7 separate regions of the Mus musculus genome follow, and regions 1, 3, 4, 5, 6 and 7 are each linked to region 2. Evidence: chromatin contacts called from public HiChIP or PLAC-seq and promoter capture Hi-C data. All regions are on one chromosome and are shown on one strand. Each heading gives the region's core, a stretch centred on a gene start, on an enhancer-like site or on the middle of the called end of the contact. The rest is flanking DNA. Distances are from core to core; before and after follow the strand shown. Region 1 overlaps Pip4k2a (phosphatidylinositol-5-phosphate 4-kinase, type II, alpha). Region 2 holds the start of Msrb2 (methionine sulfoxide reductase B2). Region 3 holds the start of 4930426L09Rik (RIKEN cDNA 4930426L09 gene). Region 4 has its middle 77 kb from the start of Gm33592. Region 5 has its middle 53 kb from the start of Gm33592. Region 6 overlaps Pip4k2a (phosphatidylinositol-5-phosphate 4-kinase, type II, alpha). Region 7 overlaps Pip4k2a (phosphatidylinositol-5-phosphate 4-kinase, type II, alpha).

What was found. Promoter capture Hi-C pulls out the DNA fragments that hold promoters and counts their contacts. HiChIP or PLAC-seq counts read pairs in DNA pulled down with a chosen protein or histone mark.
Region 1: a contact with region 2 is called in an H3K4me3 HiChIP or PLAC-seq map of bone marrow-derived macrophages, with 2.8 times the contacts expected there. The contact joins the enhancer-like site here to the promoter of Msrb2 in region 2. A contact is called at or near these places in 7 of 39 promoter capture datasets (the C10 cell line, embryonic stem cells, hippocampal neurons and 3 more) and 4 of 115 datasets of contacts at active chromatin or transcription factors (bone marrow-derived macrophages, effector CD8 T cells and embryonic stem cells).
Region 3: an H3K4me3 HiChIP or PLAC-seq map of bone marrow-derived macrophages shows a contact between it and region 2, with 6 times the contacts expected there. The contact joins the promoter of 4930426L09Rik here to the promoter of Msrb2 in region 2. A contact is called at or near these places in 5 of 39 promoter capture datasets (the C10 cell line, hippocampal neurons, liver and 1 more), 9 of 484 Hi-C or Micro-C datasets (Sertoli cells, bone marrow-derived macrophages, cerebral cortex and 4 more), 9 of 115 datasets of contacts at active chromatin or transcription factors (bone marrow-derived macrophages, cardiomyocytes, craniofacial prominence and 3 more) and 2 of 9 other capture datasets (adipose tissue and liver).
Region 4: an H3K4me3 HiChIP or PLAC-seq map of bone marrow-derived macrophages shows a contact between it and region 2, with 5 times the contacts expected there. The contact joins the enhancer-like site here to the promoter of Msrb2 in region 2. A contact is called at or near these places in 3 of 39 promoter capture datasets (the C10 cell line, pre-B cells and stem cell-derived epiblast-like cells), 1 of 115 datasets of contacts at active chromatin or transcription factors (bone marrow-derived macrophages) and 1 of 9 other capture datasets (liver).
Region 5: an H3K4me3 HiChIP or PLAC-seq map of bone marrow-derived macrophages shows a contact between it and region 2, with 6 times the contacts expected there. The contact joins the enhancer-like site here to the promoter of Msrb2 in region 2. A contact is called at or near these places in 1 of 39 promoter capture datasets (pre-B cells), 3 of 115 datasets of contacts at active chromatin or transcription factors (bone marrow-derived macrophages and microglia) and 2 of 9 other capture datasets (adipose tissue and liver).
Region 6: a promoter capture Hi-C map of pre-B cells shows a contact between it and region 2, with 2.5 times the contacts expected there. The contact joins the enhancer-like site here to the promoter of Msrb2 in region 2. A contact is called at or near these places in 7 of 39 promoter capture datasets (the C10 cell line, cranial neural crest, hippocampal neurons and 3 more), 5 of 115 datasets of contacts at active chromatin or transcription factors (acute myeloid leukemia, bone marrow-derived macrophages, double positive thymocytes and 2 more) and 2 of 9 other capture datasets (adipose tissue and liver).
Region 7: a contact with region 2 is called in an H3K4me3 HiChIP or PLAC-seq map of bone marrow-derived macrophages, with 8 times the contacts expected there. The contact joins the enhancer-like site here to the promoter of Msrb2 in region 2. A contact is called at or near these places in 9 of 39 promoter capture datasets (the C10 cell line, cranial neural crest, embryonic stem cells and 5 more), 1 of 484 Hi-C or Micro-C datasets (bone marrow-derived macrophages), 8 of 115 datasets of contacts at active chromatin or transcription factors (acute myeloid leukemia, bone marrow-derived macrophages, double positive thymocytes and 3 more) and 3 of 9 other capture datasets (adipose tissue, liver and pancreatic islet).

What each region holds. Positions count from the first base shown.
Region 1 is chr2:18,956,692-18,960,932 of GRCm38.p6, reverse strand. All of the region lies in intron 1 of Pip4k2a (phosphatidylinositol-5-phosphate 4-kinase, type II, alpha), which reads left to right. Among named protein-coding and RNA genes, the nearest start is that of Pip4k2a, 39 kb to the left of the region's middle. Within about 2 kb of position 1,677, at least 72 of the 459 cell types and tissues checked have an H3K27ac peak or open chromatin away from gene starts, as enhancers often do. A contact at or near this core is called in bone marrow-derived macrophages, effector CD8 T cells and pre-B cells, where this site is marked.
Region 2 is chr2:19,369,693-19,373,957 of GRCm38.p6, reverse strand. Msrb2 (methionine sulfoxide reductase B2) reads right to left here and starts at 2,322. Exons shown (of 5, transcript NM_029619.2): 1 at 2,179-2,322. The coding sequence starts at 2,275.
Region 3 is chr2:18,995,783-18,999,744 of GRCm38.p6, reverse strand. It overlaps 4930426L09Rik (RIKEN cDNA 4930426L09 gene), which reads right to left and starts at 1,426. Exons shown (of 1, transcript NR_024323.1): 1 at 1-1,426. Pip4k2a (phosphatidylinositol-5-phosphate 4-kinase, type II, alpha) reads left to right here and starts at 1,624. Exons shown (of 10, transcript NM_008845.4): 1 at 1,624-1,893. The coding sequence starts at 1,750.
Region 4 is chr2:19,081,873-19,085,764 of GRCm38.p6, reverse strand. No RefSeq gene overlaps it. Among named protein-coding and RNA genes, the nearest start is that of Gm33592, 77 kb to the right of the region's middle. Within about 2 kb of position 1,509, at least 6 of the 459 cell types and tissues checked have an H3K27ac peak or open chromatin away from gene starts, as enhancers often do. A contact at or near this core is called in bone marrow-derived macrophages, where this site is marked.
Region 5 is chr2:19,058,047-19,061,726 of GRCm38.p6, reverse strand. No RefSeq gene overlaps it. Among named protein-coding and RNA genes, the nearest start is that of Gm33592, 53 kb to the right of the region's middle. Within about 2 kb of position 2,251, at least 58 of the 459 cell types and tissues checked have an H3K27ac peak or open chromatin away from gene starts, as enhancers often do. A contact at or near this core is called in adipose tissue, bone marrow-derived macrophages and microglia, where this site is marked.
Region 6 is chr2:18,915,168-18,918,839 of GRCm38.p6, reverse strand. All of the region lies in intron 1 of Pip4k2a (phosphatidylinositol-5-phosphate 4-kinase, type II, alpha), which reads left to right. Among named protein-coding and RNA genes, the nearest start is that of Gm33534, 38 kb to the right of the region's middle. Within about 2 kb of position 2,024, at least 102 of the 459 cell types and tissues checked have an H3K27ac peak or open chromatin away from gene starts, as enhancers often do. A contact at or near this core is called in bone marrow-derived macrophages, double positive thymocytes, microglia and 1 more, where this site is marked.
Region 7 is chr2:18,895,591-18,899,367 of GRCm38.p6, reverse strand. The region is part of intron 3 of Pip4k2a (phosphatidylinositol-5-phosphate 4-kinase, type II, alpha); the gene reads left to right. Among named protein-coding and RNA genes, the nearest start is that of Gm33534, 18 kb to the right of the region's middle. Within about 2 kb of position 1,302, at least 116 of the 459 cell types and tissues checked have an H3K27ac peak or open chromatin away from gene starts, as enhancers often do. A contact at or near this core is called in acute myeloid leukemia, adipose tissue, bone marrow-derived macrophages and 2 more, where this site is marked.

The DNA of each region.
Region 1 (4,241 bases), core at 428-2,927, 410 kb after region 2:
CTTCATTATGCTCACTTAGCATCCTTTTAATAAACCTGGAAACTGCTGCCATTATTCAGACATTAGTGAGAGGACCACTTTAGTGCTGTAGCACTGGATTGAGACGCTGATTTATATTTTTGCGTTATTTTAGGAACATTTCCTAGTGCTCTGGGAGGCTCATATTGCTTCCCGTTAGCTAAACTCAGGCAAGGAATGTGCAGGAATCCGATAATGAAGTGGGGTTGAGGGTATTTTCAAAGATCTTTTTGTTAATGAAAACTCTTAAAACGTTTCAACAATAGAGAAAATGGTGGACTCCCTCCCCTCCCCCGAACCCCTTACTGAGTTTCTCAGAGCCCTCTCTGCCAGTTGTTCTACAGAGTCCTGCATGGTAGGAAGGTGCTTGCTGTTGTGTGGCCACTGCTGCTTGTATAACAGCTGGTCTGGACTGAGATGGGCTATCAATACCACCCCTGAGGCTGCCCCTACTTGGAGCTATCAGGGAACTGTTCTTTGGCCTGTCCTTCTAAATACCTAGATATTTTCCAAGGCTATATCTGTGGGGTCCCTTGTTTCTTCTTCTTTTTCTTTTTCTTTTTCTTTTCTTTGGTTTTTCAAGACAGGGTTTCTCTGTATAGCCCTGGCTGTCCTGGAACTCACTTTGTAGATCAGGCTGGCCTCGAACTCAGAAATCCACCTGCCTCTGCCTCCTGAGTGCTGGCATGTGCCACCATGCCCGGCTTGTTTCTTCTTTTAGTAAGTTGTTATTTTTTTAAGTTTCAGTCTGACCCCTTGCAGCCACTGTGAGTAGGGAACACCCCCCCCCCCCCACCACACACACACACACTAGGAGGACCCAGCAGGGATGAATTCCCACCAGTTAATACTATATGTGTTTGCTAATACGATGATACTAATTCATTTGCTGTCTTTCTTTTTGTGATGTTGAGGGTTGAACCCATGACTTTGTGCATAGCAGGTGAGCGCTTTACTCTTCAGTTACACCTCAGCCCTCATTTACTATCTTAATGTAATGCTCATTCTTTAAAAATGAATATAACATCCTACCGAGAACATAAAAGAAATAGGAGGAAAATACCTTGTGATAAAATATTGCCTCCCCCTCTGTTTCTAGTCCTAGTGGTTAGATTTTTATCAGACTATCCTGCAAGCAGATGCAAAAGAATCCGCTCTAAACACATGCAGGCATGCACATGTGAGAGTGTGAGGAGTGTTGTCCCTGGCTACATCACAGATCCTAGAAGTTACGAGGAGGTCCGTCCTAACCGAGCCCATAGACCACTAATGTCCATCTCCTCCCACCACTCTTGACCATGTCTTTGCCCTGGAGCATCCAGTGCCCCCTGCCCTGTGTCCCTTCTTCTGTGTGTTCCACTAAGTTTGTGAGCCCCCCAAAACGTTTCCGTCTTCTGTTCCTGACTCTAACCTCAGCACCTAGAACAGAGCCCAGAGCTCTGGGAGGTTCTGTTGGATAAATAAATCCGTTTCTCTGTTGCTCTCTGTTGCTCTCTGACTCTGGAGCAGCATGGGTTTGTGAATGGCTGTCTCGCTGACAGTTGTCTCCCAGACATTCTGTCTGCTGGGTCTCTGAGCCTCACTCACTCCTTGTGTTGTGGAGTGAGGTAGTGTGCATGAAGCGCTCTGTGGCTTCAGAACCCCTCACTAGGCAGCACGTCCACTCAGTACTGTTTCAGTTACGTCATAAGACACATGCAGAGGCAGTCAGCATGAAGACTGGAGGAGAGGTTGGTTCTTGTGGGCAACGAGTCACGTGGCTATCTGGAAATATCTGTTGGTACTGTAAATTCTCCTCAGTACTAATTCTTTAAAGATAGAAATACATTTTTGGTTGATGCCATCATAAGCCTATCTGCTGAAATGGCTTCTTGATGTAAAGTCTCAAAAAGCAATAGAAATCCTTGAGGAGACTGCATAGTTTCAGTTTGAGTTTCCCTAAGTCACCTAGGCAGCTTGCTCATGCTATCCTCCTGCCTCAGCCTCTCGAATGGCTGGAACTGCTGGTGCCCACCATAGTGCCGGGCTGGACCACAGGCTGCAGTGCAGCAACTCACTCTAAGATGCCGGACACAGAAAGAGAGGAGTATAGAAATGCTTTGAGGAAGAAGAGGAGCCACTTACAAAAAACACAGCAATGGACTGGAGGCCACCTTTGTGGTAACAGTCTGCCCACTTCCCTGGGAGTGGTGGTTGGAAAATGCTAGTCAGCAGCTCCGTGCTACAGTATTTTAGCAACAGAGAACACACAGCGTGTCATCTCATCAGAAGACAATCCAGTCTGCTCTTCTCAAGTTAGGAAATTAACAAAGAAATGGTGTCCTGGATTGACAACCCAAAGCCACTGAGGCTCTGCCATCACTATTTCTGTCTCCTGGTCTCTGAGTGGAAGGACGTGACAGTCCATGTGTGTGATATACTTCTCAGGTCCTAAGAAACACACCATATTGATCGCTAAAGTCCTTCTTGTTCACAGGACTATTTTCAGTAGATGGCTTGTCGATTTACTTTATGCCTTTCTGTGCTGGAGACCAAACCCAAGGCCTTGTGTGTGCCAGGCAGGTGCTGTGCCACTGAGCTGCACTTCCAGCCCTTGGTTTTAGAGGCCAGGTTTCATTGTGTAGCTTAGGTTACGGCAAACACATGCTCCTCCTGTGCTGGGGTTTTGTGCACCGCTGCACCCAGCAGACACTTGTTCTTTGCTGGATTCTACTCGGCGTTGTTCTCAGGAAAACTTTCAAGGGAAGCTCGCAGGAGCTGATTCCATTGTGCTGGCACCCATCTTTGCATGCATCTGTTGCTCGCTGCCGCCATCTCAGCTTTGCAAAGTTTCCAGCCCTCCGTGTTGCAGTAGTCAACACTGTGTGAAGAGTAACCAGTGCCGATCACAGGAGTTGCAGGATCAGGAAGGTGTCTCATGCCAGGGCTGTCAGTTCTGAGTCGTGTTCTCTTAAGGCAGTTAAAAAAAGTCTCCCCCCACCCCACCCCCCACCCCGTTTGTGTTTTGTTTTTGGTCTACTTGGGCTGCCTTCTATTTTGAAATTTTTTATTTTTGCTCTTTTAGTAAAACCTGGTCAGTAATCCAAATAAGCTCATTCTTTAATGCTATAATTATAAAATTACATTTTTAGAAAGCACTTCCACATGTTGTCAGCTGAGGCTAAGAAGGAACGTACCCGCCACGGGGACTTGTGTAGAGTAGGTGTGCCGTAGATACTTGTAGGGTGTGCAGGTGGTGCGCTGATGTAATGGACTGAAAGGAGTGAAGACAGCTACTCTCTCTTGGTCCCTCAAAACATATTCTCTCTTGGTTTCCTGTATCGTTTATGGGTCTTAGGAGGAGAAGTACATGCTAAGCTAGAAAAGAGGTGTTGTATGTGAGAGAGCGGGTATAAGGGTAGGGTAGGTTAATGTTGGGAGTGTGACACACTGGCTCTGTATCATTTTTTGACACTGATTGGTAAGTCTGGCTGGTTAGCCAGGTCTGGTATCTTGCTGTCTTCACGTTGCCAGTGGTAGGTTACAGATGCTTGTGACCATACTCGGCTTTTGTGCGGATGCCTGGGATTCAAACTCAGACCCTCATGCTAGTGTGACACAGTCTGTTCACTAAGCCTGGAAGAATGGGCTTTCAACAAGAAAGAGATGGAAGCTGAAAAGGATTATTAGAGCAGTATAGTGTCAGCTCCTATGCCCGTGCTGGTCAGTGCATCACAAGTGCCCCGCAGGCACACAACAGTGTTTCCTGGCTATTAGGGAGACTGGAAGTCTGTGTCTCCGTGGTTGAATGCTCCGTTGTTATCATGCTGCAGTAGATATGCCACCACCAAATTAGAAACAGGAAAAGCAGCAGCAAAAAGACAAAGGCTCTGTATAGCCCCAAAGACGGGGTAAAGGCACGTTCCTGCATAGTACATTTCTGAGGAAAATAAGTCAGTTAATCAGTGGGGAAACAACTTTTTCGTTTGGCTGTAATATTCCCCTGGGATGGCTTCATGAATTCAATAAAACAAAACTAAAGAAAACCCTCTTCTGTTTGTGGGAATATATAATTAACCCATAGAAATTAGTGCCATCCAGTAATTACTGAAGAAAGAGGATTAAATGTTGGGATGAATAAAAATAACCTCTGATATTGTTCTCCCTGGAAGAAGATTGTAAGGGGTGTCAGTCATTCTGCATGAGGGTCTGGATTGTTACTGGCTAGGTTGGGAACAGCACTT
Region 2 (4,265 bases), core at 1,073-3,572:
GTATGTCATGTGTGTGGTTGCCAGGGAAGGCCAGAAGAGGGCAGTAGCTCCCCTGCAACTGGAGTTTCAAATGGATGTGAGCCCCCTGATGCGCGTGTCTACACCTGAACTCAGGTCCTCTGCAAAAGCAAAACTTGCACTTAACTGCTGAACAGCCACGTCAGCTCCCTCAATTAGCGTCTTAGTAAAGATATTGGAAAAGCAGAAGGTGTAATTCAGTAGAGTGTGATCGCCCTGTGTATGCCAGCTTCTAGGCTTTATCTTCATACCAGAGGCAGGGTCAGGAGAGACAGTGGAGAGGAACTGTGAGCTTCTGTCTCCACTGCACTTGCACTGCAGAAAGCCCATGTGAACACACACAGGACAGGGGACCCAGATGGTGGGTCTCCATTGGAACCAAAGCTATCTGCTTGATATTTGATCTATCAGCCTCTCACATGGTGAGAAACACATGCCGTTTATGCCCACTGCTTAGCATTTGTTATGGATGCTCATGCTCACACATGCCAGTAAAGTTCTGTGGGGGAGCTAGGATCCGAACTCATGCCCACTGACAATCGAGATCTTAACCACAGAACCATCCCCTGCTTCTGTTCTTATTCTCCTTGTAAGACTTACTTTACTTGTATGGGTATTTTACCTGCATCACGTATATACCTGTGCACCATGTGCATGCCTGGTGCCATGGATCCCCTGGAACTAGAGTGAGTTATAAGCTGCCATGTGAAGAGTTTTTGCTACCATAGGTTTTTTGTTATTCCAGATGAATTTGCAGATTGCCCTTTCTAATTCGTTGAAGAATTGAGTTGGAATTTTGATGGGGATTGCATTGAATCTGTAGATTGCTTTTGGCAAGATAGCCATTTTTACTATATTGACCCTGCCGATCCATGAGCATGGGAGATCTTTCCATCTTCTGAGATCTTCTTTAATTTCTTTCTTCAGAGACTTGAAGTTCTTTTTATACAGATCTTTCACTTCCTTAGTTAGAGTCACGCCAAGGTATTTTATATGATTTGTGACTATTGTGAAGGGTGTTGTTTCCCTAATTTCTTTCTCAGCCTGTTTATCCTTTGTGTAGAGAAAGGCCATTGACTTGTTTGAGTTAATTTTATATCCAGCTACTTCATTGAAGCTGTTTATCAGGTTTAGGAGTTCTCTGGTGGAATTTTTAGGGTCACTTATATATACTATCATATCATCTGCAAAAAAGTGATATTTTGACTTCTTCCTTTCCAATTTGTATCCCCCTTATCTCCTTTTGTTGTCTAATTGCTGTGGCTAGGACTTCAAGTACAATGTTGAATAGGTAGGGAGAAAGTGGGCAGCCTTGTCTAGTCCCTGATTTTAGTGGGAATGCTTCCAGTTTCTCACCATTTACTTTGATGTTGACTACTGGTTTGCTGTAGATTGCTTTTATCATGTTTAGGTATGGGCCTTGAATTCCTGATCTTTCCAAGACTTTTCCTAAGCAGCATAAGATATAAAACTGGGTTGGAAAGGAGGTCAGGAGAGCAGCTGCCCAGTGCTAAACCACAGGGCCACGAAATTACAGAGAATTACACCTGGGACTCCTCAAAGACTCCTACTCCTCCCAGGGAAGATGCAAAAGTGTCCGGATTCACAAATGAGGGCAAAAAGCACTTACCATTCCACCCCATCCTGTCTCTTAGCCACTAACAACCTGTTGGAACACGAGAATAATTCACCCACACATCTCAAAACCTAGAGTCACACAAAACCAAGATAGTGTTGCAGCAGCACCCGTGATGGTGCAGTGGGCCAGTCTCACAGGACAGGAGGCAACTAGCAGTCCTCCCGAAGGAAGTGGGGGGGGGGGGGGGGAGGGCAAGGATTAACTCCCGCCCAGGAGAGGGCGCACAAGGTACGGCTGTTGACCGCCACTGGGTCCCTGACAACACCATGGCTCCTAACACGACTTTGTACACCAAAATGTAACATATAAACGAACTGTATGCAAGCATAGGAGAAGATTCGATCCTCTCCGGCATCAGTGCTCCCCCAGCACACCAAGTTTACCAAACGCGTTGCTCTGCTCCGCAACTCAGGCAGCGGGCCGCTGGGACCAGTCTCTCAGGACCTCACAGGAGGCCGCCCAGGGTCAGCCAGGACTGTGAAACCGAAAGCCACGAGAGACGGCAGCGATTGAGGACCTACCTGTGTCCTTGCTTCCCGATCCCGCGCAACCCCGAGCCAGCCGTCCAGGCGCCTGCAGCAAAGGCAGACCCCGCAGCGCTCGCAGCAGTCGCGCCATGACGCTGCCACCAACGGGTTTCCTCCCAAGCCTACCCAACCCCCACCCTCCGCCGGATCCCTCCCCTCTGCCCAGGTCTCTTCCCCTCCTCCAGGCTCTCCTTTTCTTCTGGTGCTCCACCCTACCCCCACCACTTAACTTATCCTCTTGCTCCTCTTGACCTTGATCTTCGCGGAGTGTGTGGAATATCCCGGGACTCCACTGCCTCCTCCTCCCGCAGTACCTTACTCCGATTGGAATCATGACTAGTCTAAAACTTGCTGTGTTTCAGTTTGTTTAGGTTTTCCAGAAGTCATACTAATTGCAGTTGGTTATTTCTGGCTTCCCTTACTCAACATAATTATCTGGACATTGCTGCTTGGTTTTTTGCGTTACATTATGCACAAATCTTTTTTTTGTTGTTGTTGTTGTTCTGAATAATATTCCATTATACTAAACTGTTACTCATTAGTTTAGGCTGTTCTAATTTTTGCACATCAAAAACAAAGCTGCCAGGAGCGTTCCTGTACATGCCTTTTTTTTGGATACCTGGAAGAGGAATAGCCAGGTCTCAAGGGCAACGGCTGCTTCACTAGCAATGTATGAAAGCTCCTGTCATCATCCCCTTCCTACACTTGATTACTCAGGCCTGTTTTTTTGTTGTTGGTTGGTTGGTTGGGTTTTTTGTTCGTTCGTTTGTTTTGCTTCGGTTTTTGAGATCTAATCTCTCTATGTTGTCCAAGCGTCCTCAAACTTGGAATCTTCCTGCCTCGGGACTGAGTTTATAGACATGCATCACTACAAAGTTAGACTTAAACTTCTTACAGTAATAGGCTTCTCTTGTGTTATCTTTCAGTAACTGACAATTAGCCATTGCTAAATCATACATGGTTTTGCCCATTTATTATTAGATTTACTTGTTGTGGATTTTTTTCAAGGTTCTTCCATATATTCTCTGGGCACAAAGCCATTATCAAATCGTTTCCTCACAAATTTCCCTTCCCGAGACTGTGGGCTGTGTTTTTCTGTTTCCTAATTGTGTCTTGGGATGGGAAGTTTTACATTTTGTTAAACTTCATTTTATCGGTTTGATGGTTTGTTTTTGTTTTTTATAGTTTGTGGCGGCTTAGGGGTAACATATTTAACAAATGGAGCTAGTCCAATATTACAAAATATTTTATGTGTTTTCTTCTGCTAATTTTATAGTTTTAAGTTTTACATTTAGGTCTATTATCTATCTGAGTTAATTTTTATTTATTTATTCATTTTTTAAAATAAGGTAATTTTTTTTTTTTTGTTCTCTACTGCCTGCATTTGAGTTCTTGTCAAAATCAGTGTATGGCTGAGAATGCAGCTCTGTAGTAGAGCAATGGCTAGCATTCACGGCCTCAGGGTCGCACACACCCACTGGGGAGAAACCCCAGGTTGGTTGGTTGGTTGGTTGGTTCGTTTGTTTGTTTTTATCAATACAGGGATCTGTTTCTGGACTTTCTGTTCTTTCCGATTAATCAACATGTCAGTGAGTATACAGAGTACTGTAACATCTGCATCCCTGGAGGTGGAGTCAGCTAGTATTTGCAGATCTCTGCAGATCTTCACACTCCCAGAAAACAGAGGGAAGCCTTCCTGGATCCTTCCCTCTCCCTGTTTCCTCTATCCACTGCTTTGAGAACTTTCATCTCATCCTGGCACAGGGCTTTCTGCCCCCACTCCCATGCCCACCTATCAAGAAAGATCATGGGATGGGATGGAGAGATGGCTCATCAGTCAAGAGTACTGAATGCTCTTCCAAAGGTCCTGAGTTCAAATCCCAGCAACCACATGGTGCTTCACGACCATCTGTAATGAGATCTGACACCCTCTTGTGGTGTGTCTGAAGACAGCTACAATGTTCTCATATACATAATATAAATAGGTTTTTTAAAAGAACACAAAAACGCAAAGAAATATTCTTGAGCCGGGTGGTGTACTTACATATAATAATAAATAGAGAGAGAGAGAGAGAGAGAGA
Region 3 (3,962 bases), core at 177-2,676, 370 kb after region 2:
TGCTTATTTCCAACACAGGAAGAGAAATGAAACAACTTGTAGGCTGTGTAGGGTGCTGAATTTGGTTGTAGATTCTTGTGAAAGGATGCCTGTGGGCAAGCTATGAAAATTGGTTTAGATAGACTCTTTTCTGAGGTCAGGCGACAGTTTATGAGTTATCAGTAAGATAAAGACTGTACAGCCCCACAGCCCCTCCACCGCCCCCAGACAGGGTTTCATGGATACCTGGCTTGGCTTGAACATACCTACCTACCTGAGGATTATATTGAATTTCTGATCCTCTAGCCTTGCCTCCTGAGGGCCAGGATTACAGGTCTGCAACATTGTGTACTTTTATCTACTGCTGGTTTTGAGTGTAACAAACAATCTATAGCATAGTCCCTAAAGTGACCTTTGTGTCAGGCTATACCTAGTCACACAAATAACATCAGTCTCTGGTTAAATGATTTGGTCAACTAGTGGAACTGTGGGTCAAGTTTATGACTTCTCAGCATTAATTTAGGCTGGTTTTGTTATTATCTTCACCCCCTTTAGCCATTAACAATGGTGATGCTTGGTACCAGAAGAAGCAAGGAATCATTGCGGCGGCGGGGCGGGGGGGGGGGGGGATAGTATTAACAAGTTAGAATGACCAAGGGGATTTTGGGGGCAACCGTGCTGAAAGGTCAAATGAAGAAAAGGAAGGTCCGCACAGGATCTGCTCCCTTTTTGTTCCAGGCGTTACTCTTTGTCTTCTTGAAAGATCTAAGGACTGTAGACTTGCAACAACAAATGCCAGCGTAAGGACGACTAATTTCAGTGTGGGGTGGTAGTGGTGAAAGGCTAAACATTTTCAAATCAGAAGGTGCATGTCCAGAATAAGAGAAGGAAGGGGTGGCCTGCAAAATGATGGGTTCCAAGCAAACGGTCCAGACTGGGGCATGGCTGTCTTGACTAAAGCAGGGGTTTCAGTGAAGAATCCCAGAGTAGGTTGGGAATGACATTCTAGTATCCGATAGCATGGGAAGGCCCAACCAGGATACAAAAGGTTAGGAAGTTCAAGGCGGGGACTCCCTGGCAGACAGTTGACAAAGAGGAGCCAAGGTCCTTTCCCTAGATGCTGGGGAAGCCCGGGGCCCCGAAGAAGCGCTCTGGGTCCCACGAACTCGCCAGCCCTTGGCACGGGAAGCGGAGGTTCCCGGACATTCCTGGCTGCCCCATGCATCTGGGGGCTCCCTCCTCGGAGCTCCCTTGGCTCCGTATCCTTTCCTTGCTCCTCCCCAGGAGCGAGAAAGGCATGCTCACGCGAGTCTCCACACTCCGCAGCAGCCTCCCCAGACGGATCGCGGCCGCCAGGAGAGTGCTCGTCTTAGCACCGGTGGCGGAGCGCACAGAACAGCTTAACGGTCCGGCATCCGCATCCGCACCCGCCCCGCCCGTCGGCGCCGCTGCCCCGCCCGCCTCTGCGTCATGACGCTAGCGCCCAACGCGGAAGCCGCCCGCCGCCTGGACCAGCCGAGGGCTGTGCGCCGAGCCGCGACGGGCGGGAGCCGGCGGGGGCGCGAGGCGAGCGCAGCTGCAGCCTAAGCGGCCGAGCGCGCGGAGCGGGCGGAGCGAGCGCCCAGGACTGAGCGCGGGCGGAGCGGGGCTGGAGCAGGCGCGCAGCGGCGGCCGCCCCGGGGGATGCAGCTGCCTCCCCGGGCTGGCGTGTAGGGAGGGCGGGTCCCCGGCCTCGGCGGCGCGGCGGTGGAGGGGACCGAGACTGCGACCATGGCGACCCCTGGCAACCTGGGGTCCTCCGTCCTGGCGAGCAAGACCAAGACGAAGAAGAAGCACTTCGTGGCTCAGAAAGTGAAGCTGTTCCGGGCCAGCGACCCGCTGCTCAGCGTGCTCATGTGGGGGGTCAACCATTCGGTAAGGCTCCTCTGCGGCGCGCTCCTCTTGCTCCTCGGGCTCAGCCTCCCGGCTCTGCTCCTCCTGCTGCAGCGGTGGCAGGGCGGGGACCTCTAGCCGGCTAGCTCGGTCGGTCCCGGGCCCTCTGGCCACTCGCCTCTTGGGGTACCCCTAACCCCACGACAAGCGTCCATCTCCTGGGTTTCTCCGGCGGCGCTTGCGCTCCCTTTGGAACCCAGGGAGGGTGCAGGATGAGAAGCATTCTCTGTTCTGTGCTTCTGAGCCTCTCCGCGGCTGTCCTGTCCCGCATTCGTCCTCCCGCCGGTCGGTGCTCGCTGTCCGCGAAGTGGGAAGTTTGTGCGGGGACCGACTCTGTCTCAGCTATCAGTCCTGGCGGGGAACCGCTCAGGGCCCAGTCCGAGCGATCGCTCCACTTGTCTGGGACCGATGGGCCCTCCTGCCCTGAGCGGGTGGGCAGGTGAACCTGTCCCTGTCAGGAAGAGTCCGGAGCTTCTCGGAGATAGGACTGGAGTGAATCAGAAGATTTTGGGCGGCAGCTTGAGAGCTTAGCTTTCTTTTTTCCTTTAAAGGCAGTATTGTCAGACTCTAGGAGAATTTTTTTGGGGGGGTGGGGGGTGGGGGTGGGGAAGACGGGCAAAGGAAAAAAAAAAGCAACGTAAATATGGCCCTGGTGCTGAGCGTCTTCTCTTCATCCCTTCCCGCATCGCCCAGCTGCTGTGCCCTTTCCAGACCTCCTGGCGGGGAGTCTTCCTCCCTCCCCCTTGCTTCCTCCCCTCCTTGGGGAGCCAGGCAGAAGTCACAGACTTCTGCAGAAGGATGGCCTTGGTGGTGATAGTCGGAGGGGGTCCCGGCGGTCGCGAGTTCGAGGTGGTCTAGAGTTAATTACATCCATTTTGGAGGTTGTTTAAAAGACTGTCGGGGTGCGCGTTGGGGAGGGTTAGTCTAGCGCACAGCTAGGGATGTAAGGAGGTGCGCGGCTGCAGACTCTGCGGACTGCGGTGTGGGGGGCTGAAACAGCGTCCTGCTGATCTGACAGCGAGAAAACTCCTGCAGCTTTAATCTTCTTAGATGGGCTCAGGAAACGTGATAGGCGCTGTTGGCTGAGCCTTGAAAGTTTCAATGAGCTTGTGAATTTTGACCATGACCTTACCTACTGCAGTCAGCCAGCTTCAGAGAGAGAGCTTGAGCCTGCTGCTCTGCTTTTGTTTTCAGTGGATGCCCAGGTGTCCCTTTCAGCATAATGTAAGTGACAGAAAGCCAGCGTGGTTTTTGCACTCTTAAATTAACAGAGTTGTTTAAAATGGCTCAGTATCTTTTATTTATAGTTTTCCTCCCAAGCAGAGCTGGAGAAAGGTGAAGCAATATGAAGATGATTGTGTTTATCTGGAACGTTTTAAAGAGTTGAGAAATCTATTACTTTACTGCTGGGTCTACTGGGGTTCATTTTACTGACATCTTTAGCTGTTAGGAATGTCAACTGTTAAAACAGCAGACAACAATGCACCCCCCCCCCCCCGTTTTATTTCAGAAAGCAAAGTTACAGTTTTCCATTGCCATAAGTCTCTAATTTAGTTATGTTTGGTTTTGTAAAGTTCTTTTTGTTATTTACCTTACTATTAGCAACTTCCTAATTATTGCAACTGGGCACGCACGGTTAATGCAGGTTGGGCGTGGACCCATGTTTACGGCCCCTTTAAATCTCCTTTTGGAATTCTGGTGTTTTGGTTAGGAGTCTATGTTTAAGTAGTGGCAACAAAATGCTGCTGGGGGTGGGAGTGGTGGGAAGAGTGACTGAGAATGTCTGGAAAAAGTTGCCATTGGGCACTTCACTGTAACATTTGGGTTGCTACCTTGTGTTTATTTTTGAGTTGCTACATTTGTTTTCCAGTTACTCTACTTGGAAAATACCGACTGAAAGATGGTGGGAACACCGAGTGTTACTTACTGTTGCTTTTAAGAAGTTACTAATTCTAAGCTTATACACTGCTAGCATAGTGTATCATTTAAGCATGTAATTAATTCAACACAAACATGCAGAGCCTGCCACAGTGGGAAGGTTGCTAAAATGT
Region 4 (3,892 bases), core at 260-2,759, 290 kb after region 2:
AGCGTCAACTTTTAGTTATTTTAAAATTTAGCTGAAGTTAATTTGCAAATTAACAGATAGTCTGCTACGTGGCACAAGCTTTCCTGTGGTGCTGCCCTCAAGCCTGCAGCATCACCGAGTATCCCAGGTTTGATGCCCACCCTACAGCTTGTGTGGGGTCTCAGAGGTGACAGCTGTGTTGAACTGTGCTTTTGGAAGCATGGTTTTGTCCAGTCATGACGTTTTAAGACATTGCAAGGAGAGCTGGTGTTTATCTCTCTTCAGGAGGAAGACTGGGCTATCAGCTGTAGTTCAGACTCCAAAATGTCCTGATGCCCATACAAAATTTAAAGAACAGGATCGGGGAAGATGACTCGGTGAGTAAGAAGACTTACTTTGCAAGCACGAGGCCCTGAGCTCAAATCTCTAACATGTTGATAAGAAGCTGGGCATAGAGGTGTGTGTCTTTAACCACAGCATTGGAGGACAGATACAGGCAAATCCTGGAAGCTCACTGGCCAGCCAGGCTAGCTGAAACAGCCAGCTTCCAGCTCAGTGATAAACACTGTCTCCATCCAATAAGGCAGTGTACACTAGACAAAGACACCCAATATTCTACTCTATCCTGCACACTTATGCATATGAGCACACACATCCCACATGCACATATACACGCAATACACACCATACACAATAAACAAATAAATAAAAATAAAAATTGAAAAACAATTTGGGAACCATATTACATTTTCTCTTAAAAAAAATAAAAGTTATATTCTTGGGCCAGTAAGGTGTCTTAGTGGGTTAAGGAGCTTGCTGCCAAGTCTGATGACCTGAGTTCAATCCCCAGGACCCACATAATGGAAGGAGAGAATCAATTCCTGCAAGTCGTCCTCCACACTTCCACTATCTGGCACATGTGTGAAAATGCAAAGTACATAAATAAATTCAATTCAATTTTGTAATGAAAAACTTGTTTTAAAAAACTTTAAAAGAAACATTGACTTCTTTGCTTTCTCAAAATGTTAGTTCATCAGCTTTAGGCAATTTATCACCTAGCTCTTTTCCAAGAACTTACTCCATACTCTCTCACCTCCTGCCTTTCCATTGGAGAAAACAGTAAATGGCAAGTCTAGGTGTCTGAAGCCAGGCATGAGGGTTCATGGAAGGCAGAGGCAGGAGAACTGACACAAGTTTGAGGTCACCCTGGTCTTACATAAAAATCCCAGACCTGCCTGGACAATAGAGGGAAACCTCGTATTAAAAAAGAAATGTAGGGCTAAGGCCAAGGCTTTCCTTAGCCATGTTACCTATTGCTCTCCACTTTCTACTAAGGAGAGGAAATAATTTGGCTCTCTCTTCTCATTGTGTTAATTCTGAATGAGAACTTATTTTTATCATAAATTACTCACATGAAGAAAAAGACGGTTTAAGTAAATAATGAAGAAAATTTCAAATAAGCTATCTGGCTTCCTAAGGATGTTCAGCGTTTTATAAAAGCAACATTGACTCAGACTGGCATGACCACTGCAGGAAATAGTTTGGTGGTTCCCAAAAAGCAGATTTTCACTGAGTGCATGCCCCAGACACTTCTGGAATCTCTCCAAAAAAAAAAAAAAAAAAAAAAATGAAGACATGTGTATCTGAGGATTCGCTTACAGATGGTCCCAGCAGAATTACCCATGCAAGCCCAGGAAAACAGAGACAAGTGGCAAGTCTGTCACCTTTAAATGATATACAAATGGCTGTGTGTGTCCACACAGCCAGAAACTCTCCTGTGATAGAATGAAGGAGTTCTCATGCATCCAATGACATGAACGGACCACAAGAGCACTGTGCTGAATATGTACGACCTCCTGATGTAGCATTTCATTTATAAGAAGCATCTGGGGTGAAGAAAACAGACTGATCAGTTTCTGTCTGGGAGTGGAGATGAGTTGAGCCCATCTGTGAATGGGAGAAGCTGTGGGATCGTAGTAAGGACCTAACCTGGAACGGCAGTACTTACTGTCTCATTGCCCTATCAGAATACCAGTCATTGGGTAATTTATAAACCAGTAAAGTTAGTTAGAGTTGTTCGAGACTCAGCCCAAGCTTGGGCAACCACCTGCTGAAGCCTTCATCCTATGCTGTAACCTGGTGGAGGTACAGAAGGAGAAGCTGTGAACCAAGAGAAAAAACACTAGGGTCAGCTCAGTCCGGAGCACTTTGTTCTCACACTAGTGAATGCCATACAATGAGAGATGGGATAAGCTGGAATACCCACCTAACTACCTCTTAAAGGACCTTTCTACCACCCAATATCCCACAGTGGCAATCGGTTTTCAACATGAGCTTCTGAGGGGCCACATCACATTCAAACCACAACACTACTTAGAGAGCTGTCAAAGCAAACATCCCAACAACATTCCAAATGTACTGTCACAGAGAAGAGAAGCCAAAGGGTGAATCCTGGAGGCCTAGGAGCTCCGTCTTTGACACTGCCCTCCAAGGCAGAGACCAGACAACGAGAACATTCCAAACAGTTCCTGAATTCTTTTCAAAGATTTGCTTTGTGTAGTGATTTTTAAAAAAAAATGAAAAAGTGATTCTGAAATGATTATAGATACATTATACAACTGAGCAACAAATTGCTTGTTATTGTGGAGGTTCAGGGGTCTGACTGAAAACATATATACATATATGAATATGCAAGAGAAGGCAAGAAGAAGGAAAAACCTGTATGTGGGGTGAGTAGAAGAAAAATATTGGGGCATGTGTACAACTCAGTGCGAGAAAATCCTACCTGCCTGCACTGGTCCCAGGTTCCATTCCTCACCCTGCGGAAACTAAAAGGAGACAGAACAAAAAGAAAAGAGGATGGGAAGAGGCCTCATTGCTTTAACTTCTAATTTGGAGAATGCGCAAACTCCATACGAATGCACACTTGCCTGTTGGTGGGGGGATTCACCTCCCCGCCATGAGAAAAGGGAAGCCAGTGAGTAGGGGCTTCATTAAATTTGGGCACTTAAATACTTCAGTATAATAGTAAATTATCAATTATCAATCTTTGGAAAACAGGTTTTTTTCTCATGAGTTTGTACCAATAAATATGTGTAACTATGGAAAAGGAAAGGGCTTCCTTTCAAAGTAACTTCCAAGTGTGCAGTGGTAAATGAGGAGAGAGCCGCACAGGCTCTGATAACTGTCACTGACCATGGCTGAGATCCAATGGGCAAGAATTATCTATAAGTAATAAGTAGGAAAAGAGATGAGGAAGAGGAGGAGCAGATGTTTGCTTGTGCCTCAAAGAGTGTGCCCTGGTGTGCTTTTCAGTTACAAGGAGAAACAGAACAAACAGTGGCGTCTTCAGACCAATGATCAAAATCAGCATCATAAATTCTGATTTTCAGTTCAGCACAAACTGTGTTAGCCGCTCGGAAGCTTGGATGTCACCATTCTGTCCTGACAATGAAAAAGTAAATTTTAAAAAATAACTCTCTTCTTATATTTTCAAGAGAAGAAGTTATCAAATCCACGGGGAACCCGGGCTCAGAGGACCCACAGGTATTTAAGAGTCTCACCACCTAGTGCTTTACCAGTTCTCACACTGAGTATAGGGGACACAAATCTCTTTGTGTATTCAGTAGGATGAGGGAAAAAAACATGAAACCTGCCAGAAAATTCTAATTTTAATATAGTTTGTCCTCTGAAAAACACATTGTATCAGAGCCTGCCTGACTATAGGGATAACCAGATGTAATGCCTCCAACCATCTCAAACACCTTGTCTTTCCTATGGGGATACTTAAGGAGTTGGGAGTCCCACAATCCGGGGACTCAGGCAGGGACTCAGGCTGGCTGTCCCTGATTGCTCTGCATGAAGCTGCCTCAACAGATGATAGTACTTCTCACTCAAACACACCTAAAGATAC
Region 5 (3,680 bases), core at 1,002-3,501, 310 kb after region 2:
AAAGAAAGACAAGTTTCAACTCATGATTTCAGAGGCTCCACCATTGGTTTCCTGGCTCTGTTGCCTTTAGCTCCATGGCAAGGCAACATATCATAGCGTGGCAGAGGAAATCATCCTTAATATCCAGGAATTAAAGGAAAAGGAAAACATTGGAATTCCAAATCCCCTTCAAGGCCATTCCCTTGATGATTCAATTTCCTTCCTCTAGATACTACCTTCTAAGGATCTCACCATCTACAAACATTGCAAGGGCCTGGAAATCATGACTTAAACATGCGGGACTTAAGGAGACTCTCCAATTCCAAACAATTACCCTACTCAGGGTTGTGTGTTCAGTGGAAGCCGATCTGAAAGGGGAGCCCTTCAGTTCTAGGCCTCATATATGCTACCATTCTACACTGAAATGTATTAAGGGGCCAGGGAGATGTCTCCACGGGGAAAGCCCCTGCCATACAGATGTGACAAGCTGAGTTTGAATCCACATAAAAACTGGCATAGTAGCACACAGCAGTAACCCCAGTGTTGTAAGGTGAGTGGGAAGCAGAGACAGGAGGCTCCAGTAGTTCCCAGGCTAGTGAGTCTGAAGTATTCAATAGCTAACAACAAAAGAGAACTGTCCCCAAACAAGACTGTAGGGGGGACAGGCAGGTACACCATGGCACACACACACACACACACACACACACACACACACACACACGACACACTCTCTCTCTCTCTCTCTCTCTCTCTCTCATACACACACACACACACACACGCACACGTACATGCACACACACATATATACACACATGCACACAATGCACACATACACACGCATGCACACACATAATGCACATATACACACACACACATGCACATACACATTCACATTTAAAAAAAATTGAGTGTGGCTTGGAAAGACTATGAGTAACAGATGCATAAGGAAAGTAACGGGGGATGGGAGTTTAAGTAGGGCCTGGAATTACCCTACTACCTGAAATGCACTGTGCCTGCTTAGACTGAGCTCTGAATCTATTCTAAGCTTCCCAGCAATCACTTCAAGGGCCCAGCAAGAATGCAGTGCCTACATTATAAAATAGAGCCATTTGCCAGGTGAAGTGCAATATTCTTCGTATAAATTAAGACTATGAAGACAGCCTCATAAGGATCTTCATAAAAAGAACACACTGCCACATAATGAAGGCCATTTCCAACAGTGTCCTTACAGTAAATGGATGACGAATTACACTGGGCTGCTTCTTACTGATTCGCTGACACGGGCAAATGGCCCAATTTAGTTAAGTCACAATGCAGTTAAAGCAATTGTCCAGGAGGCTGCGATGACATGCCAGATATACAAGGGCCATACGGAAGAATGAAGGTATTAGCAAAGCCCAGCAAATTGCTCAGGGAATAGGAAGCTAAGCCAAAAACACATCATAAATCCATCATAGCGTCTCCTCCCACTGAAGTTAATAACTGACTTTTGTCTGTAGTCATGACCTAGATCACAATATTTTTCAAGAAGTAAAAGTAATGAAAGGCAGACTTGCACCTCAGAAGTCTGTGTCTTTGTGCCAGGGCTTTTCAAGTGTCCGGCAGCTGTAGACCAAACTCGTTCTTCAATTTCATTCACATTTACTTCCCTTGTTATGATTTGTGCTCACTTTTCAACAAGATTTTCTTTCCTTTTTTTCCTCTGCCTGTTTTGATCTGGTTACATGATTCCTGTACAATGTGCTAAGCCCTGCTCACTACATGGAATAGATGGAGTCTTGTTCTGTGCTTCCATAGCACTGGGAAACAGTGACACAGCTTAGTGCACGCTGAACGTACAGTACTATACATGTGCAGTTTTGTCTTAGTCTTTGTGATTCCTGGGTAAAAAAGATGCTTGTAGTGTCTCCACTTTATGAAGATTAAGATACTCAAGGTAAACTTACATGTCCAACACCACACAGAGCAAGTGGCAGAGTCAGCGTTCATAGACAGAGAGCTTGCCTCCAGAGCTCCACATGTCAGCTGGAGCTCTCAACAATACACACACCAGTGGTTATCAGATGGCATTTAGTTGTTTATATTCTTATATCTCGCCTGTCAACAGCAGGCCGAGCTGCCCTCTGGCACCATTGTCAGCATCCACTTATTTATTGTGGTGATTTAAACATGAAAGCCTCCCCAGACGCTCATGTATTTGAACACTCGGTCCCCAGTAGGTGCTGCTGTTTGAGGAAGCTTGAGGACCTTGCTAGAGGAAGTCCATCACTTGGGGTGAGCTGTGAGGGTTTGTAGCCTTGCCCTACTTCCTGTTCTGCTCTCTGCTTCCTGCATCCTGTGTGTGATGATGAAAACGGGATCATCCCACTTCTTGCTCCTGCCGCCACACCATGCTTTGTCTGCCATGGAGTACTCAAACTCTCTGGACCATGGAGCCATAGGCCAAAAGAAACTCTTCCTTGAGTAGTTTTTGGTCATGATCTTTTATCACACTAACAGAAAAGTAACAAAGACAGTTGTCTTCCCACCAGAGAAGATGCTTGCTCCTTGTGACATTGGACACATTATTTGGCCTTGCACTAGAGCAATCACAGAAACGCAACCATAATAACAGCCATAACCTCAAAGTGGCCTGACTCCTCTCTCCCTGTGCACATAAACGTCTCTGCCCTGCCCTGGGTCTTGCCCACCTCTATTTTGTTTCTCTTTCTCTGCCATGGTCTGTTATTTCTCAGTCTCCTTGGTTCTGCTTTTCCTGCCTATCTTAGATTGTCACCTGCCCCTCTTCCTTCCCCAGTCCACACTTCCACTTCATTCTCCTGCATTCCAGGTTGCTCCTTTCCAGCCCTGACCTTTGTTCTGAGAGCAGAACCTGTACAACAGGTGCCCCCTTGCTTCCCAGCATCACCTGCACCCATAGAGCACATCTTCGTTTTCTTCTTAGCACCTGAAACAAGGTAGACACAAAATAAATGCTTTTTAAGAGATAGACACAAAATAATACTTTTTCTTATATGTGACCATTCAAAACAGGAATGCTTTCATGTCCAATCTCAGTGCTTGGCCCAAGCTTTGGGATGCTGTTTGACATAAAAAAACACATAGGTGGAGTCAATTCTTTATGATGTATGTGTGGCTACTTATTACTGTTCTTTGTTTCCTTCTAGTGGAAAGAGTTTGTTTGCTTTGACTAAAATCAACCACCACTTCCCTCCTAGGGCAAGGCTCCAAGCCCTAACATGGTGCCTCGGCATGAGGAGCGTTTGCAGGGGGGCTTTTCACAACTGCAGAAGAGAAATGAAGACAGATACATGAGAGATGATTCAGAAATGTTCCTCAAGAGACTGAGAGGAAAAATTAGAGGCAAGAACGGCACTCAGTATGTGATATGGAAAATCTGAATACTGATGCCAAGGGACGGCTGTACGAGGTAGATCTCAGAAGGGATGGATGCTTCCTTTCTGACAGACCCTGGAGTGGAAGAGGACTTGCCTGGGGCTGTGCAAAGCTCTGGATTCCGCCCCCAGCACTTAAAACCAACAGCAAAAGGGTGTGAGGAAGAGGTGCGGCTGTGCCTGACTGGGAAGAGGATCCAAAAATCACATCCTGCCATCATGTGCCTCCTCAGTGAATAGACCAGTTCAGACCAGCCAGCACCCCACACTGACCCACACAGGGACCCACACCTCATCTGGTGCTCT
Region 6 (3,672 bases), core at 775-3,274, 450 kb after region 2:
AGGATGCCGGTGGCCTTACCAGACTTCAGAGCTGGGTATAGGGCTTGTTGGAAGGAGTCCTCCCTTTATTTCTCATGGCCTGGGAAATGCAGTTTTCCCTTGGTGCTGTTTCCACCCATTACTGCTTGGTTAGAACCAGCAAACTTCATGTTAACAGGGGAAAAGCAGCCTATGGGGAGGTTTTGACAGGGGTTAAACGGGTGATGTTGCCCTGACCACATGGCTGTGTGAAAGGATGGGCTCTCTGTCTGGGAAGGGGGAAGGGAAGGGGTGAGTGAGACGGGAAGGGGGTACCAACTCTACGCCCAGGAAAAAAACCTGTGTTAGAAAGATCCTGGAACTCTTTATTCCCCGAAGCCCAGCACCAGCTTTTCTGTTTTCCACCTAGAGTTTGATGGGTAAAGACACTGAAAATTCTCAAAACAAAGCACTGAAAGGTTGGGTGCCCATACTAACATGTACGCATTTATGTATACATGCTAATATATACTTTATAGCATATTTGCAAACTCTAAAAGTTCAATCAAGTATATAAATAATTAGAACACCAAAGAACCTGTAGCTTTCATTAAAGACTTTTTTCTTTCTTTTCTTTTTAGATGCAAGTATTATAATTATTTAATTATTTTTCAAAGTTGTATCCTAATTGTGACTTTTTGGAAGCTTACTTCTGAGTTCTGTGCCATTTGCTTCTTGGCTTTAATAGCTTTGTTGTTGAAAATTGCACCTCACAAAAATACATAAATCCAGATAATGACAGAACATCACCGCTGCCTGTATTTGGCAAATTATCACATCCTCTCTTATCAACCCCTGCCAGCTGTACTGAACTTTTATTTTGTTGACTTTCTTTTGTTGTTGTTGTTGTTGTTGTTGACTTTCAAATGATAAAATTATATTTTACTGAAAACTTCAAAATTGGCCAGGGGGTTTGTCCTTCTTTGGAAGTCCAACAGATACGTTCTAAAGCAGGTAGTAAATGGACCAGAGCTCTGGGACACACTTCTCACGGGCTCCGTAGAGCATTCTGTAAGGAGTTGTGGATGGAAGAGTTTTCATGGCTGGCCCAAGTGCAGTTGTTTTGGCAAGCTGGCAAACACGGAAACTTACAAATACCTGGTTTTTATACAACTCTGGTTTCAAAACTTCAGTTTCTCTGGAGGTGTTACTTTCTGACTTACTATAGAGTCTCACCTTTCCCTCCAAAAAGGAAGTGGAAGGACTATGTATGGGGGTTTTGCCTCTAGGTAGAATTCTGCTGAGTTGCCCCTCTGGGGACTGGCAGTGTTCACCAGTGTCTAAAGTGTCATGTGTGACTCATCCTGCTTGGCTTTCCACACACAGCCTTTCTTCAATGTAGCAGTCACTTAGCAATGCCAAGCCAGGGATTGCTAGAATCAACTTCAGTGCAACTAGGAAGCAAGCTTCCCCAGGGTGTGTAATTTATTCTATTTTTAAGTCTTGAAACATTAACCCTGCCCCAAGAGCATCTGCCAACAGTAGGTACTACCTGGCAGAGGGATTTGTGCCAATTTGATCTCACATTGGATTTTGTGCATCTTTAGCCACTTCTACGACGGTAAGAGTACAGAGCTTTTCTCTATAGTGTTGTACAGGAATCGTAGTGTTTGTGTGTTGGGGCTTTGCTGTTAATGGCACCTTGTATGAAGCATATGCACATTAACCATGAAGTTTAGTGAAGTCATTTGGTAGCTCAGTGTCACATGTGACACATTACTGACTTCAGGCCCTCACTGGCCATTCCTTCCACAGATCCTCAAGACCTCAGTGTGGATTAGGGGTGGGTTGTCATTACCAAATATAGTTGAAAAGCAACCCGTGTTTTACCTAAAGTCTTTCTAGTCATTTCTGTTGTTCTGAACAACAGTTCTTTATTCCACAAAGCATTTGTATTGACTGATCTAGAGAGAACCGAGCAAGGTCAGCTCCGCGGACCCCCCCTCCCCCGCCCGCGCCCGCTCGCTTGCTCACTCTGGGTTAGCAGTAGCTTGATCGGAGGTTTCTTTGCAGACTTCCCTTTAAGCACCTGCTTGCTTTGTGGGGTTTGTTTCACTCAGCTAAAGACAAGCACAGTGTGAATCTGAGGATCAGCCCGCTGATGCATCTGATGAAATGAGTGTACAGATCATGGCAAAGGCTTAGCATGTACACTTGACACATACACATGGGGAAAAACAAAGGCCAGCCATCTGGCAGCTTATTGATATTAGTTCATATTCCAGACTGAGTGAGGTTCTGGTGGCCAGTTGGTGAGTTCTGGGTGCATGGAGGGTAATGCCTATTGGCTGGTGGGTAGGTGGGTGGGTTACAAGCAAGGTAGCTCTTAATATTGCCTATGGTGGAATTTTTTCTCTAGGGCTTTTTCCCCCAAGGGGTGGGGGAGTGTCCTGGTGTCCCTAACAGAGTGGCCTGGACTGCAGGGAAGAGGGTGGAGGTTCAGGCCCAGGAGTTGGAGTACAGGTTCTGTTAACTCCTTGGCCCAGCTGGTATCCTGCTCTCAAACCCAGAGCCTCTTGGGACCTGGTCTCAAGGAATCAGCCCTTGTCTCTGCATGTGGAAGTCCAGCCGTGGAGACAAGGCAGGTGCCCAAGTCCCTGGCCCTTGTCTCTTCTGTCAGTAACAGTCTGCTTCCTTTCTGCCTGTTAAAGATTCTCTGTGGTTTCTCCTCTTCTGTCTGTGGTATGTTTGTCTTTGCCATGGGGTTGGAGTTTTTGTTGTTTTTGTTTTGCGTTGTTGTTGTTGTTTTCTGTTGGTTTGTTTTGGTTTTCATCCCCCACTTCCTCTTTTGTCATTCCAGTAGGGTTTCTGGAAGGGAAAAGAAATAAAAATGTAGTCAATTCATCAACTCCAAGCAGGAGTCTGGGAAAACACCATTCCTGGCATAGTGGTCGCTTTCCTCATTTTGTTCTGTGGGGCAGATCTTGGGTAGTGAAGCTGGCTGCGCTTCTGCTGTGTGCTTGGAAAGGAAAACAGGAGTCTAGCCTAAGAGACCAGGAATCCAGCTTTTCCTCTCTGGAATCTTAATGCTAGGCCGGCAGTGAAATCTCTTTTTTAAAAAAATCTCTCTGGGCGATAAATAAATAAATAAAACAAAACCAGACTCCAAACCGAATCCTTTCCCTTCATCTGCGGGTTTTACTAATGACGTCTGTGTGATTGGCAGGCTAAGATGCATGGCTCTCTTGCATTGCTTACTTTCTAAGCATATGTGTTTGACTCTGGAGGATGCCAGTGGGAACATGGTGTGACGAGCCAACTTACCTTCTGCATGGCCACTTGCACCTCATTCCCAAAGGACTGTGAGAGTTAGGATCCCTGCCAGAATGACTGTCAGCACCCCATTGTCCTGATAGAATCCTGACCTCACAGGGTACATGGAATGAGAGCATCCTCCTTACAAGATGGATTCACAGGAAGTCGTAAATTATTTGAGTATATTAGAGTGAGACCGAGAAGAAAGATGTGCTCCTTTGAAGCTTTCCAGATTCGTTTCTTTTTTCTTCTTCTTCTTCTTTTTTTTTGGTTTTTCGAGACAGGGTTTCTCTGTGTAGCCTTGGCTGTCCTGGAACTCACTCTGTAGACCAGGCTGGCCTCGAACTCAGAAATCCGTCTGCCTCTGCCTCCCGAGTGCTGGGATTAAAGGCGTGCACC
Region 7 (3,777 bases), core at 53-2,552, 470 kb after region 2:
CTCTCTGAGGGATAATCGCTCTTTCCTTCTGACTCTGTGATCTGAGGCATGGAGTCATAATCCTGAGTTGTCAACAGGTGTCTAGGCTTCTGGTTCGTAAAACAGGTGCCCACACTGGGAAAAGAACGCTTCATGAGAGTCTAGATGAACCCTGGGTCTTCAGCCACTATGCCCATGTTCACCCACCGTGGTGGGTCTCAGTTTCATCTGTGATATGGGATAGGGGTGGGGCAACAAACTTTCCCAGGTCTCTCAGCTAAGCTCCATCTTCACTCTGTGTTTCCCGCCTGTCATATCCTCCACCACTCTCTGTTGCCATGATGTCCTGCTCAAGCCCTGGGTCCAAGCTGTACTAAGCACTCCCAAACCTCTAACCCAAATAACACCTTCCTACTTAAGTTGTTTTGGTCACAGTGACTTAAAGAGTTACAAATACAGCTTCTTGTGCATAATATTGACAGCTCCTCCTAGGAAGCTAAGTGCTTTCCCACATTGGAGCTTGGTAGAACGGATTGTTTTTCAAGTAGTCTTCCTTTTGACTAACGTTTTTTAAAGGTTCCGCATATGATTTTTTTAAAATAAAACCTACATTTATTTATTTATTTATTTATTTATTTATAGTGTGTGTGAATTATGATAAGGAGTGGGCTGAGGTGCCACAGTACACAAATGGCAAGTGTGCAAATGTGAGATGTCAGTGTCAATAAGTGTGTAAGTGTCAGAAGACAACCTCAGTTCTTTCTTCCATCATGTGGTTCTCAGGAATCCAACTCGGTCATCAGGCTTGGCTGCAAGCACCTTTCCACCCTGAGACATCCCGCTGGCCCTTCACAAGTGACTTTTGCCAGAATGTGCAAGCTACAAGTAGCAAAATAGCAAAACTATATGGAGATAGGAGATTAGGTCAAGAGAGTTAAGTGTGAAAAAATGCTTGGTATTTTCAACGAAGGTGCTGGGGGAAGTGACAGTTACTAAAGCAGGATGTTTTATGAGAACTATAAAGGACTGGTGATTGGAATGAGCTAATTAAATTGACCTTTATGATTTCTCCCCTTTTGGAGGCTCCACTAAGCCTGGACCTCCCACTGTGGAAGTAAACACCCTCGGTGCCCACCATTAGAGGAGGAGGGTGGGAAGGAGGGCACTGTTAATCCTTTTCTGAAAGCGGAAGGACAGTAAATTTCCAATTATAAATACGGGAAGACCATCGCAGGGGAACTTCCCTCATTAGCTTGCTTTATTTCCTGTCGAGGGCTGCCAGAACACCAGAGCCTCAAACACAGCTGCTGAGGCTTGAGACAGGATATCAGATGTCACAAGACATATCTATGGAAAAGGGAACTTAAGTACCAACTTGTATGATTGGGTTTAAAAGGGACGTCGTTTTATCTGCCCATCACCATAGCTTTGTCTTAGAACCGCAGCTTTCATCCAGATAGACATTTTACCCTCAGCTACCCAGAAAGCCAGAGTCAGCCTTAGAAGCAACATCTGCTGCCTGTGACTTGTCCCCCACAGTTACAGCTCAGCACTGGAATGAGCAGAGGTCACTTGTGTCTCCGTCCTCAGCCTGGGTCAGCCTGGGGTCTGTAGCTTTCACAGCTGTGCCGCCCATGGCCTCGTGCAGTGATACCTGTGTTTCTGGGCCATTGGATAAAAATGTGTGGGCCAACTGCAGCACCTTTTAACTGTGAAATGTCCAGATCAGGCAAATGTACCACAACAAGAAACCCTCAGAAGGGGACAGAGAAAGGGAATCGGAACAGAAATGTAGACAGGTTGCTAAAAATGCTGTAAAAAGGACAGGACAGTAGCTGCACGGCTTTGCAAACTCACGAAACCTTCTGAGTTGGACGCTTTAGGTGAGTGGTATGGTCTGTGAGTGGTTTCTAAGTAAAGCCACCGAAAAGGAATGTTTAGAAATTGGCAGGGCAGCTCTGTGGATAAGGGCACGTGGTGCCAATCCTGATGATCTAAGTTTAATTTCCAAAACCCACATGATAGACAAGAACAGTTACCACACAGGGCCATACACATATGCGCACAAGTGAGTGTATGTTTACTTAAAAAGTAAGAGAATGTCTAGGGGCACAGGAGATGTGCCTCAGTAGGTGTAGTGTTTACCGTGAAAGAACGAAGACCTGAGTTTTGATTTCAGGCAGCCACATAAAACAACATACTTCAGTAATCCAGATGCTGGAGAGGAAGAGGCAGGAGGGTGCTGGGGGCTTGGATAGCTAGCCAGCCAGCCTAGCCAAACTGGTGAGCCTCAGGTTCAGTGAAAGACCAAGACACCTGGCATCAACTTCCGTCTTACATACATGTACACACACACATTCACATGTATCCATGCATATACATTACACACAGATAAAATTCATTTATTTTTAGAAAAGAAATTCAGAGTTTAAAATTAGTTTATACTTAATGTGAGACTTTTTATCAATATTGATTTTGTCTGCTTTTTTCTTGGAACAAGTTAGAACATTATATCTACTTAGGACAACTTTTAAAGACTGATAGTTTATGATATGAAATTACCAAATGTAAAGAAGGAAAGCTATAGCCAATGAATATAGCATATTTTGTAGTTTGTGTACATTTATCATTAGTTTTTCTGTTTCATAAACTAAGAGGAAATCGTTGGCCATTTCCCAAATCTCTGGGAATTAACAACACCAATTTATCCTGATTAATAATTATAAAAGGAAGCCGGAGACCGGTCAGTCCAGCTGTGTTTCTCTGCAAATAAATGGGTCTGGTGGGAGTAGGGGCATTGCTGTTGGGCTGTGATTTGTACTGAGTTGTTTTTATTGCAGACCCTTTTGTCCTGCCCCGTGTTGCCCTGACTCCCATCTGTAGCCTTTAGTTTGAGAAGATGCTGTGCTGTAAGCACAGAAGGACCTTGGGTGGCCCTGCTGTGTCAGCTTTCCTGGGAGAGGTGGGAATATTTTCTTTTTCCAACAACAAACTGAAGAACCAGTCTGACCCAAGTCTAGCCCAGTAAAACACTGTGTTTATTAGAGCTACCTCAGGAGCATGGATTATCCTGAGACAGCTGCTTCACTGAAAGTCCCATCCCGTGGGTGACAGCTGCCCAAAGCTGCATGGGTGGAGTCCCTTCTTTCTCCTCTTGTCCTTAGCCTTCCCAAGGCTCCGTCCAGCTGGAGCAGGATTAATGACAGCTGGGGGAGGGAACATGTGGCAGAATCTCTGACCACGGTTTAATGACTCTCCCATCCCCTTCCCTCGCAGGAGCATCAACAAGCCCTTCTTGTCAAAGTCTTATTGGGAAGTCCCAGCTGCTCCGATTTAGATGGTAAAGGTCATACTGTGCCCCGAAACATCTCCCCACAGCTGGGGGTTCTCAACTTGAAGCTGCTCCTTTAAGTGGTTTGACTGCTTTGATAAGAACGTCTTGTAGGAAGGGAATATAGAAGATGATCACCTGTCACTTGGAACTGATCCGTGCAGAACGTTAGATTAGAATGTTAATCTTATTTCAGGGTGGATAACTTGTCCAAGCTTTATCTAAAGCTAGGAATTTGAATTTTCAAGGGAGCAGATCTCTCCAAACCTGGGGTGGGTTTCTGTGGGTTGATTTTTGTCTGATACCTTTTCCTGAGGAATCATGAGTGCATAAGAATCCTGAAAAGTAAGTGTTGTAATTTGGGAATGGAGATTATGAGTAAACCAAAAGTGGCGCTTTTCATCCTTGATTGGATCAGATCTGAAAGTTTTGCTTTTGTATCCATTAATTTAAAAGATTTTTAAAAA